Regions from separate parts of the Mus musculus genome. Here region 2 is linked to region 1. A link is a contact called in public Hi-C data. All regions are on one chromosome and are shown on one strand. Each heading gives the region's core, a stretch centred on a gene start, on an enhancer-like site or on the middle of the called end of the contact. The rest is flanking DNA. Distances are from core to core; before and after follow the strand shown.

The links. Hi-C and Micro-C count contacts between places; a contact is called where the count stands out from the background.
Region 2: a contact with region 1 is called in a Hi-C map of cerebellum, with 3 times the contacts expected there. The contact joins two enhancer-like sites. A contact is called at or near these places in 1 of 15 datasets of contacts at CTCF or cohesin (pro-B cells), 3 of 484 Hi-C or Micro-C datasets (cerebellar granule neurons and cerebellum) and 1 of 115 datasets of contacts at active chromatin or transcription factors (large pre-B cells).

What each region holds. Positions count from the first base shown.
Region 1 is chr11:42,752,362-42,757,118 of GRCm38.p6, forward strand. No RefSeq gene overlaps it. Among named protein-coding and RNA genes, the nearest start is that of Gm34644, 120 kb to the right of the region's middle. Within about 2 kb of position 2,745, at least 8 of the 459 cell types and tissues checked have an H3K27ac peak or open chromatin away from gene starts, as enhancers often do. A contact at or near this core is called in cerebellum, where this site is marked.
Region 2 is chr11:43,342,863-43,347,743 of GRCm38.p6, forward strand. No RefSeq gene overlaps it. Among named protein-coding and RNA genes, the nearest start is that of Mir146, 29 kb to the right of the region's middle. Within about 2 kb of position 2,014, at least 46 of the 459 cell types and tissues checked have an H3K27ac peak or open chromatin away from gene starts, as enhancers often do. A contact at or near this core is called in cerebellum, where this site is marked.

The DNA of each region.
Region 1 (4,757 bases), core at 1,495-3,994:
TAGGCAAATGGTCGGACCTGGAGGGCAACATCCTGAGTGAGGTAACACAATCACAAAAGAACTCAAATGATATGTACTCACTGATAAGTGGATATTAGCCCAGAAACTTCGTATAGTGAGATATAAGATACAATTTGCAAAACACATGAAACTGAAGAAGAACGAAGACCAAAGTGTGGACACTTTGCCCCTTCTTAGAATTGGAAACAATCACCCATGGAAGGAGTTACTGAGACAAAGTTTGGAGCTGAGACAAAAGGATGGACCATCTAGAGACTGCCATATCCAGGGTTCTAGCCCATAATTAGCCTCCAAATGCTGACACCATTGCATACACTAGCAAGCGTTTGCTGAAAGGACCCTGATATAGCTGTCTCTTGTGAGACTATGCCGGGGTCTAGCAAACACATAAGTGGATGCTCAGAATCAGCTATTGTATGGATCACAGGGCCCCCAATGGAGGAGCTAGAGAAAGTATCCCAGGAGCTAAAGAGATCTGCAACCCTGTAGGTGCAACAACATTATGAACTAACCAGTACCCCGGAGCTCTTGACTCTAGCTGCATATGTATCAAAAGATGGCCAAGTCGGCCATCACTGGAAAGAGAGGCCCATTGGACACGCAAACTTTATATGCCCCAGTACAGGGGAACACCAGGGCCAAAAAATGGGAATGGGTGAGTAGGGAAGTGGGGGGAGGGTATGGGGGACTTTTGGGATAGCATTGGAAATGTAATTGAGGAAAATACATAATAAAAAATATTAAAGAAATATAAAAAAAAAAGAAAAAAAGAGAAGTGTCAAATCTTTTTTTTTTAATTGCATCGTCTTTTTTTTAATACTTTTTATTAGGTATTTTCCTCATTTACATTTCCAATGTTATCCCAAAAGTCCCCCATACCCTCCCACCCACTTCCCTACCCACCAACTCCCACTTTTTGCTTCTGGCGTTCCCCTGTACTGGGGCATATAAAGTTTGCAAGTCCAATGGGCCTCTCTTTCCATTGATGGCCGACTAGGCCATCTTTTGATACATATGCAGCTAGAGTCAAGAGCTCCGGGGTACTGGTTAGTTCATAATGTTGTTCCAACAGAAAATGTGGTACATTTACACAATGGAGTACTACTCAGCTATTAAAAAGAATGAATTTATGTAATTCCTAGCCAAATGGATGGACCTGGAGGGCATCATCCTGAGTGAGGTAACACAATCACAAAGGAACTCACACAATATGTACTCACTGATAAGTGGATATTAGCCCAAAACTTAGGATACCCAAGATATAAGATACAATTTGCTAAAGGCATGAAACTCAAGAAGAATGAAGACCAAAGTGTGGACACTGTGCCCCTTCTTAGAATTGGGAACAAAACACCCATGGAAGGAGTTACAGAGACAAAGTTTGGAGCTGTGACGAAAGGATGGACCATTTAGAGACTACCATATCCAGGGATCCACCCCATAATCAGCTTCCAAACGCTGACACCATTGCATACACTAGCAAGATTTTGCTGAAAGGATCCAGATATAGCTGTCTCTTGTGAGACTATGCAGGGGCCTAGCAAACACAGAAGTGGATGCTCACAGTCAGCTATTGGATGGATCACAGGGCTCCCAATGGAGGAGCTAGAGAAAGTACCTGAGAAGTGTCAAATCTTAATACTAAAAGAGTATTTGGCAGTGTCTCCTCTCAGAATGCAATCTCAATCATAAAGTACAAACTCTGTGAGGACATAGAAAAGAAGTGTTTTAGGTGATATCCCCAGTGCCTATCACAGCTTTGCATTGGGTAACCACTCAATACATACTTAGTGAATAAATGAATGGATGAAGTAGAAGAAAAGAGTTATATCTTCAGATCTTTAATTAAAACAATTCCCATGCTTCAGCTGAGAATGCATCACTTGGAGATCTTTCAGGTGTTCTGGTGTGAACTCTCCTTATGCTCATGGATGTTTCTTGAATACACTTAGGTTATGATTCTCAGGCCTCACCTAGGACAGTGTTTTTAAACCCCTTTGCTGGTTGCATATAAGATATTCTGAATATCAGATATTTACATTATGATTTATGACAGTAGCAAAAGTATAGTTAGGAAGTAGAAATTAAATAATTTTATGATTGGGGGTCACCACAACATGAGAAACTGTATTGACTTAGGGTCTTTGTATAGCATGTTTTCTTCTCTGGAAAGATAATTTCTGGATTTGTAATACTCTTCTGATGTATTTCCTCCCGGGGGGCGGGGGGGAAGAATTCCTTGTCAAGCTCTGTCCGATTAGCCTTCAGAACAACCCTGCCCCATAGTGGCAATCCTGTATCCAAAGAATGACTTCAAGACTGGTGAATGGTTTTGATCTCCTGCCAGGTTAGATGATGAAGAAAAAGAATTTGCCTTTCAGAGTTTAATTACAGCAGAATGAAGTTATTAGCTTTTTCAGCAAGCACACTGAAATGGGTTTAGTGTAGCTCCTAAGGCAGGAAGAACATAGCATGGAATACCAAATAAAAGTTAACAAATAGTAGATTAAAAAAAAAAAACACATTTTTTCTTTATCAGAAAAAGAAAAAAAAAAAAAACAGCTAGAGAATCTAAGCCCTGTGGCAGAGCAAACATGCTTGTTCCTTTAGCTTGCCAGATGGGGATCTGAGGTCCCAGAGGGCAGGATGGAGACACAGGGTGCTGCCTTATCCTAATGAGGTTTGCCCTAGAATTGAAGAAGACAGATGGGCCTGCAGCTTGGAAGCCCTCAGCAATCTCCCTGGTAACTGGCAAGCAAGGAGCGAATTCCTACGTTTGGTCACTGCCCTCTCACTCTGAGCCCTATCTCCCTGTGTCGTCTTGTTTGGGGAGCATTTGTACTGCTTTAAGCTACATTGAATTCTCCTCTCATGTTTCTTTCTGTTACTTCCTTGGTCTTATGTGCTTGTCTACTCTCCATTTCCATTACACTTTCCTGCAGTAGTGTTGCCTATATCAGCTCCATCTTAGTTATTTCTGAACCTGTGACAGGTGTTCTATGAAGAGTCATATATGGATTACTGATAAGTGAAGGTGGGTACTGCTTAAACCTCTTATTTCTCTTCATGCTCCCAATTTAGAGCTTTTTGTTGGAGTAAAATGGGAATGAATAGCCACTTGAAGAAATGTAGCATCCCTCCTACTTGATGCTAGCCCTTGGAGACTGCATACCTCAGTGAACGTGAGTGATCTCATCTCACAGTGAGACCCACGTATGCTTCCCTGGATGACAGCAGAGTCTCCACGGAGAACACATTTCCCTGCCACCAGGCAGTGAGCCAAATGCTTGTAGTGTTCTGCCTTGAGGAACACAGGCTAACTGGCCTTTTATGAGGGAATGATCAAAATTTGAGAACCATTCTCCTGGTGGAATTTAAATACTCTTACTCTCCTACAGAGCTATTTCCCTCCAGACTTCCCCCAAAGCAGCGAGAACACAAACAAACAAAAATTACTGTTGAAGAATTTAGAAAGTACCAACTATGTTAACATATAGAATTTGAGAGACTGAGACAGGAGAATAGAATATAAATAATAAACCAAAGAAAAAACAAATAAACTCTGAATTGATATGATGTTTAAACTGAAAAATTATACAGGAGTATGGGATGTATTTGCTAAGGAAAACATCATAAACAAATGAAGGCTGTTATTGTGTCACAGGTCTCACAATATAGGTCGTGACTCAAGAGTGCTATTCTATTTTAAATTGACAAAATGATCAATCAAAACGGAACGTGCATGAGCCATTGATGAGAATCTAGAGTAAGCCTCAGACTATGAATTGATATAGATCAATTCTGTCTGAAAATTAAAGAACAGAGATTACAGGTGGGCGGCATATCAAAATCTTCACTTTAAAATAAAAATGACATGAAATAGCGTCTATGACCTTATGATAACTCCCTTCACATTCTCTCTCACCCTATGCATTGACCATCCTTTCCTGGCATTTTATCATGCTTCCATGTCTCATATACAATGGACCTAGAGCTTATAGAGTTATTCTCTTAATGCCCAAAATACGATTCCCCTAACTCATTTCAGAGTCATTCACCCCTTGACCTCTTGTCTAAAAGGTCCTTTGTCTTCACAGTGATCTCTCTGACCTTGCAGGTAAACTTAGTCCCTTTTACTAAGTCCCTCCTTAGCAAACTGCAGTCCCTGCCATTGCCCTGTGGCTTCTCTACCCCATAGGCATCAAGAGCCGGTCCAACCTTGCTTTATACCTTATTTTCAACAACTAGCACATGACTAGGAAAGGATTCCATAAGACAAGTGATGGACTTTAGAGTCAGATTCTTTGTATAGAGTTCTATCTGGGTAAAATGTAAACTGTTGTGCAGCATTCAATGTTATAAGCAAAGGTGGGTAAGCTGGCTTCCTTACTGCCCCTCCAACCAAAGATGGCATCCCACATTGATACTATTCTATGTTCCTTTTGTCTGACATATTCTATACGGTCAGTTAGTCCCACTGTATCCCACCATCACAAGAAAATAAAACAAATCTCCACACAACAGAGGTACTTATTTTGATCAACAGTATATATCATTGGTCTTAGTGTTTTAACTCTGTTTATGTTCAGAAGCAGTAGGTATACTAAACACTGTATAAAACACACCTCCAAAACATTTTTTTGTCTGAAACTCTGTAGTGCTTAGCTACAGATTTCTTTTCTTCTGTCCTTGGAAACTGCATTTCTACTTTCCATTTCTGTAAATTTGATTGGTAC
Region 2 (4,881 bases), core at 764-3,263, 590 kb after region 1:
AGAGAGAGTCAATCCCACAAAGAAAGACAGCCATCACTGTGAACCTTCTTCCCACCTCCTCTGTAAAATGCCCTTTGAAATGTTTATACGTACACCTCTGCTGAAATGCTGCAGCTCCAGACTCACAGATTGTTGGTGTAGAGCAGTCCCCGGGAGCGTCAGCCCCATCCACTGGTTAGCTTGAAGAGCCAGAAGACGTTTATTTGCTCCATCCGACTCATCTGAGTTGTAAAAGCTAATTCATCTCTCACAAGCCATTTCCAAGAAAACGGGTGAAGTCCTTACATTGAAAAGAGCAAACTACAGGAGGGTGTGGAGAGAGGAGATATCAAATAAGACTAAAGTATAAGAGTGTGTGTGTGTGTGTGTGTGTGTGTGTGTGTGTGTGAGAGAGAGAGAGACAGACAGACAGACAGACAGACAGACAGAGACAGAGAGAGACAGAGTAAGGGCATAAGAATGTTGGAATCTCACTATCCTCTACTATCAGAGTCACCTAGAGGCGAACACCAGATTGGGAGCACTAGAGAAAGGGCGAATAAAGAATTCAACTCACTTTTTGAGGACGGTATTTTTGGTTAATTGGGAGCTATAGTGAGTTCAAGAAAAAGAATTAGGGGTTGCAGTTGATCTGTTAGTCCAAGCAAGACACGGTAGTAGTTTCAGAAGGAGTCAGAGTCATAAAAGGGAAAGGTGGGCAGGTTAAAAATATGTCTGAGTCAAGTAATCAACGCAAGGCTAAGCACAGCATTGCAAGCGGGGAAGAGATACGAGATTTCGACAAAGTCTCTGACTTATTTAACTGCATTGTGGTTGCTGTTCAATGAGGTAAGAAACATCAGAAAGCACAGATGGGTGATTGCAGGCTCACTCTCAAAATGCTGATTTCAAGACATCCAAATGGTGAAGTCAGGTATTCCATTTGCAGCTGGTAGGAAACAGACGTGACTTTTGTATTTAAATGTGATGCATGGAAACAGAGGGGAAAGTTGGGCCTGACTAAAGGCACACTCCTTTTAATGGAAGCACTTGTGAAGCAGAGGCAGAAAGATATTGGTCAGGTCAAGGTCAGCCTGGTTTACATACTGAGTTTCCCCAGGCTAGTTAGGTAACACACAGTGAGCTCTTGTCTCGGGTAAGAAAAAGGGGGGAGGAGGAGGAGGAGGAGGAGGAGGAGGAGGAGGAGGAGGAGGAGGAGGAGGAGGAGGAGGAGGAGAGGAGGGGAGAAAAAGGAGGAGGAGAGGGAGGAAGAGGAGGAGGAGGAGTGGAAAGAAGTGCTTGGCTTAGCTAGGGTTATATCGTTAGGAGAGAGAATACAATGTGAGAGGAAACAAGGTCCTGGGACCACATGTAGTGGCCAAGAAGGTGAACCTCTAGAGAAACATGAGGGAAATCCAGGCACAGAAAAATTGCAGAATGGCATCAACCCCAGAGCCTTTTCCAAACATTAATTCCTCCCTTGGTCCTGTTTCTTGAGCATTTGCACACAAGGTTTGAAATAGACCACCAATTTCTGGAAGAAAAAAAAAAAATCTGTTTTCCTTCAGGCCTTGGCTATTTCAGCATGACAGCTTTTGGCCTTGACTAAGCCTGTAGCCCCTGGAGATCCCAAGCTGCCCTCTGTGTTAAGAATCCTCGCAGCCAGAAGGCCATATGCAGCCCCAGACCTTACCATGGGTCACTATAAAGACATAGCCCTGGGCTTCGCAGTCTCTAAGACAACCAGAGACCTGGGTTCCTCTGCCCACCGTGCCTCCATTTCCTATGGTCCTGTAAGGAAGGCAGAGCCATATAGATAATACAAGCCTCAGTGTGCCAGCTACTCTCTGCCCTTGATTCTATGTCCCTGCACTTGGCTGCATGCAGCCAGCTCACCAGACTATTACATCTGCTCCCAGTATTGATGCGACATGCAGCAATTTGCTTTGAAAATCAACGTCTGAGGATTGGAGGGTTTGTCTGAAGTGCAGACCCGGCGCTCTGCTGAAAGGGTACAGCTGACTCACAACGCTTTCGTTTGTTTGGTTTACCCAGTCAGACGCACGCACCCCACCGGCCCTGCCCAGCATGCATGATCTGTGAGTCTCCTCTGGAGTTTGATTTGGGAGGATAATAAGCTACACAAAGGAGCAGATAACCAGAGGGGCTTACTTGCTGTCTGAAGGGTTTATATTTAGCTTGTGACTGGGCAGCTGTCAGGATGTGGCAATCACCCTTGGGAAACATAGTCCTGGGGGAACACAAAGGCGGGGCAGGACTAGGACAGGAAGAGGATATGGAGGGTTTAAACTGTTTAGGGACACAGGAAAGAGGACCAGACCAAATGTACCATATAAGCTATTATCTGGGGACAGTATTTTGGATACTTGAAGCACAGAATACAGACACAGCGAACACAAAATAGTGAACAAGAGGCATTTTCCCCAATGTTCTGTAAATGGCCCGCACAGAGAAATTCGAGGTCCCTTTGTCTTTCCTTCCCAGCTACACTCTATGATGAGCAGCCAGCAGAGCAGGTGGCTCCAAAAGCCTGTGTTCGCATGCAGATCTCATATGAGCTCAGAAGCCATCTCCCCTTGCTAAACAATGGAAATGCTGGAAAAGATAATCTGAAAGACATCAAAATTCTTCCCCAGCAAAGACAAGGAGAGTAACCTGAAGGGCACAGGTGGGGTCAACAGGAACCTGCCCATTATAGATGCCTGGGTCAGTTATCACAGGATGCTCTGCACTTGTTAAAGGTTCAGGGCTGATGCCATCCAAAACAAACAAACAAACAAAAACAGTGGTCAATGTTTTTTATTTAATTTAATTACATTTCTCCCCTCCCTTTCCTACCTCCAAGCCCTCCCCACTCTCCCTCAAATCTATGTCCTCTTTTTCACTAATTGTCATTACATGTATTAGATAGATAGATAGATAGATAGATAGATAGATAGATAGATAGATAGATAGATAGATTGATAGATAGATAGATAGATAGATAGATAGATAGATAGATAGATAGATAGATAGATAGATAGAACGTATTCAGGAATGCAACCTGTTTAGCTAGTCTGATTAATTGTATGTGTGTTTACAGGGCTGGCAGTGTGGCACTTGGCAACCATCTGGTATGCTCTTCCCTGGGGAGGTCCACCCCATCCCACTCTCTGCTTTATTCAGGTGCCTAGAGCTCTTTATGTGGGGCTGAGACTTCATGGGCTTTCCCCTATCCAATCTGTCATGTCCACTGGTGCCATCCTTGTTCAGCTCACACTTGGACAGTCTTAGTGGTGAGACTTCATGAGTACAGCTTCTGATATTACTAGGAGACACAATCTTAGATCAAAGTCCCTGATCCCCTGGCTCTTGCAATCTTTCTGCCCCCTCTTCACAATGCTCTCTCAGCCTTACACGTGGGAGGATTTTGTAGATGTATCCACAGGGACTGGAGTCCACAAACCTGCACTTTGATTGGCTGAGGGTTTTTTGTAGTGGTCTCCATATGTTCCAAACAGCACTTTCCTTGATGTAAAGACTACAGTTACCTGTAGGTATAAGAACAAATGTTTTTCGATTTTTAGGGAGTGTGCTGGTTTAGTAAATTAATGGTTCTAGACTCTTCTCCAGTTAACCAAGACTCTAACCAGCACTGAGTCTTTAGCTAGATTAGGCTAGCTAGTAGTTAGCTGTATTAGACATGAATTCCTTCTTGTTGAGCCTTGGACTTGTCTTAAATCCAACTGGAGACCTGATGGTTACTGCCAAGGCATGTGTGCCACTACTGCCCCCTTAGGGTTACCACGCCATGCTGGTTGTTGATGCGGCTCATTCGTGTTATAGTTAGATGGGACTGTTGCTCGCTTCCCTCCTTCGGAAACTTGCATGGTGCCTTCTGGTTCCGTGAAAGCTAGTGTTCAGGCCGGGCCGCTCAGGTCAGCTCCAGCTCAGAGGCCTCCGGGGCCTGTTTCTGAAATGCATCATGTCTTCAACAATAAGGATTTACTTTGATGGAAGTAATTTTTAAAGAGAGAAATGGTGCTACTCTCTGTTAGTCTTTAGTTACAATGTCCTGCTAAGTGAAATGGCAATGGGGCAGAAAGTGGCCGCTTACCGTCAACCAGGCAGCTGAGAAACGTGAAGAATGGTCACTCAGAGCTAGACAGCAGCAAGCACAGGCAAGGCAAGGACTCATCTCCCTTGTGCCAACCCCTCCCCTCTGCATTCCGGGACAGTGAGCCTGAGACACTGAGGCTGCCAGAGGAGAGAGAGAGAGAGAGAGAGAGAGAGAGAGAGAGAGAGAGAGAGAGAGAAAGTTTTACTTAAGCTTGGGTGTTTTGTTTGTTTGAGTTTTGTTTTGTCTGGTTAGTTGGTTGATTGGTTGGCTGTTTCTCTTGGTTTTTTTGTTTGTTTGTTTCTTTCTTTCTTTCTTTCTTTCTTTCTTTCTTTCTTTCTTTCTTCCTTTCTTTCTTTGAGACATGGCCTTACTCCATAGCACCCTGGCTGTCCTGAAACTCACTATGCAGAATAAGCTGATCTCAAACCCACAGAGATCTGCCTGCCTCTCCCTCCTGAATGCTGGGATTAAAAGCTTTACATAAGTTAGTTTTGTTTTTGCTTTTTTTCGCATCACTTGCTTTTTGTTTTGATCTTTTTAACTTCATGGTGTTTCATGGATGAGACTATAGAAAGAGAGCCAAGCCACCATCTTGCCCCGATGTGGGATAGCCAGAAGTGCAGATAGTCTCATAGGTCCGTGGGTTCCTAAACTCTTTGGAGTATCTTTTAAGAATAAAAAAAAGTCAAAGTTTTGAGCAAAAGCTCTACCACATGGCATTGTATGGAAATAGTCTTGCCTGGCCATAAATACGATCTATGACAAGGCAAAAAAAAAAAAAA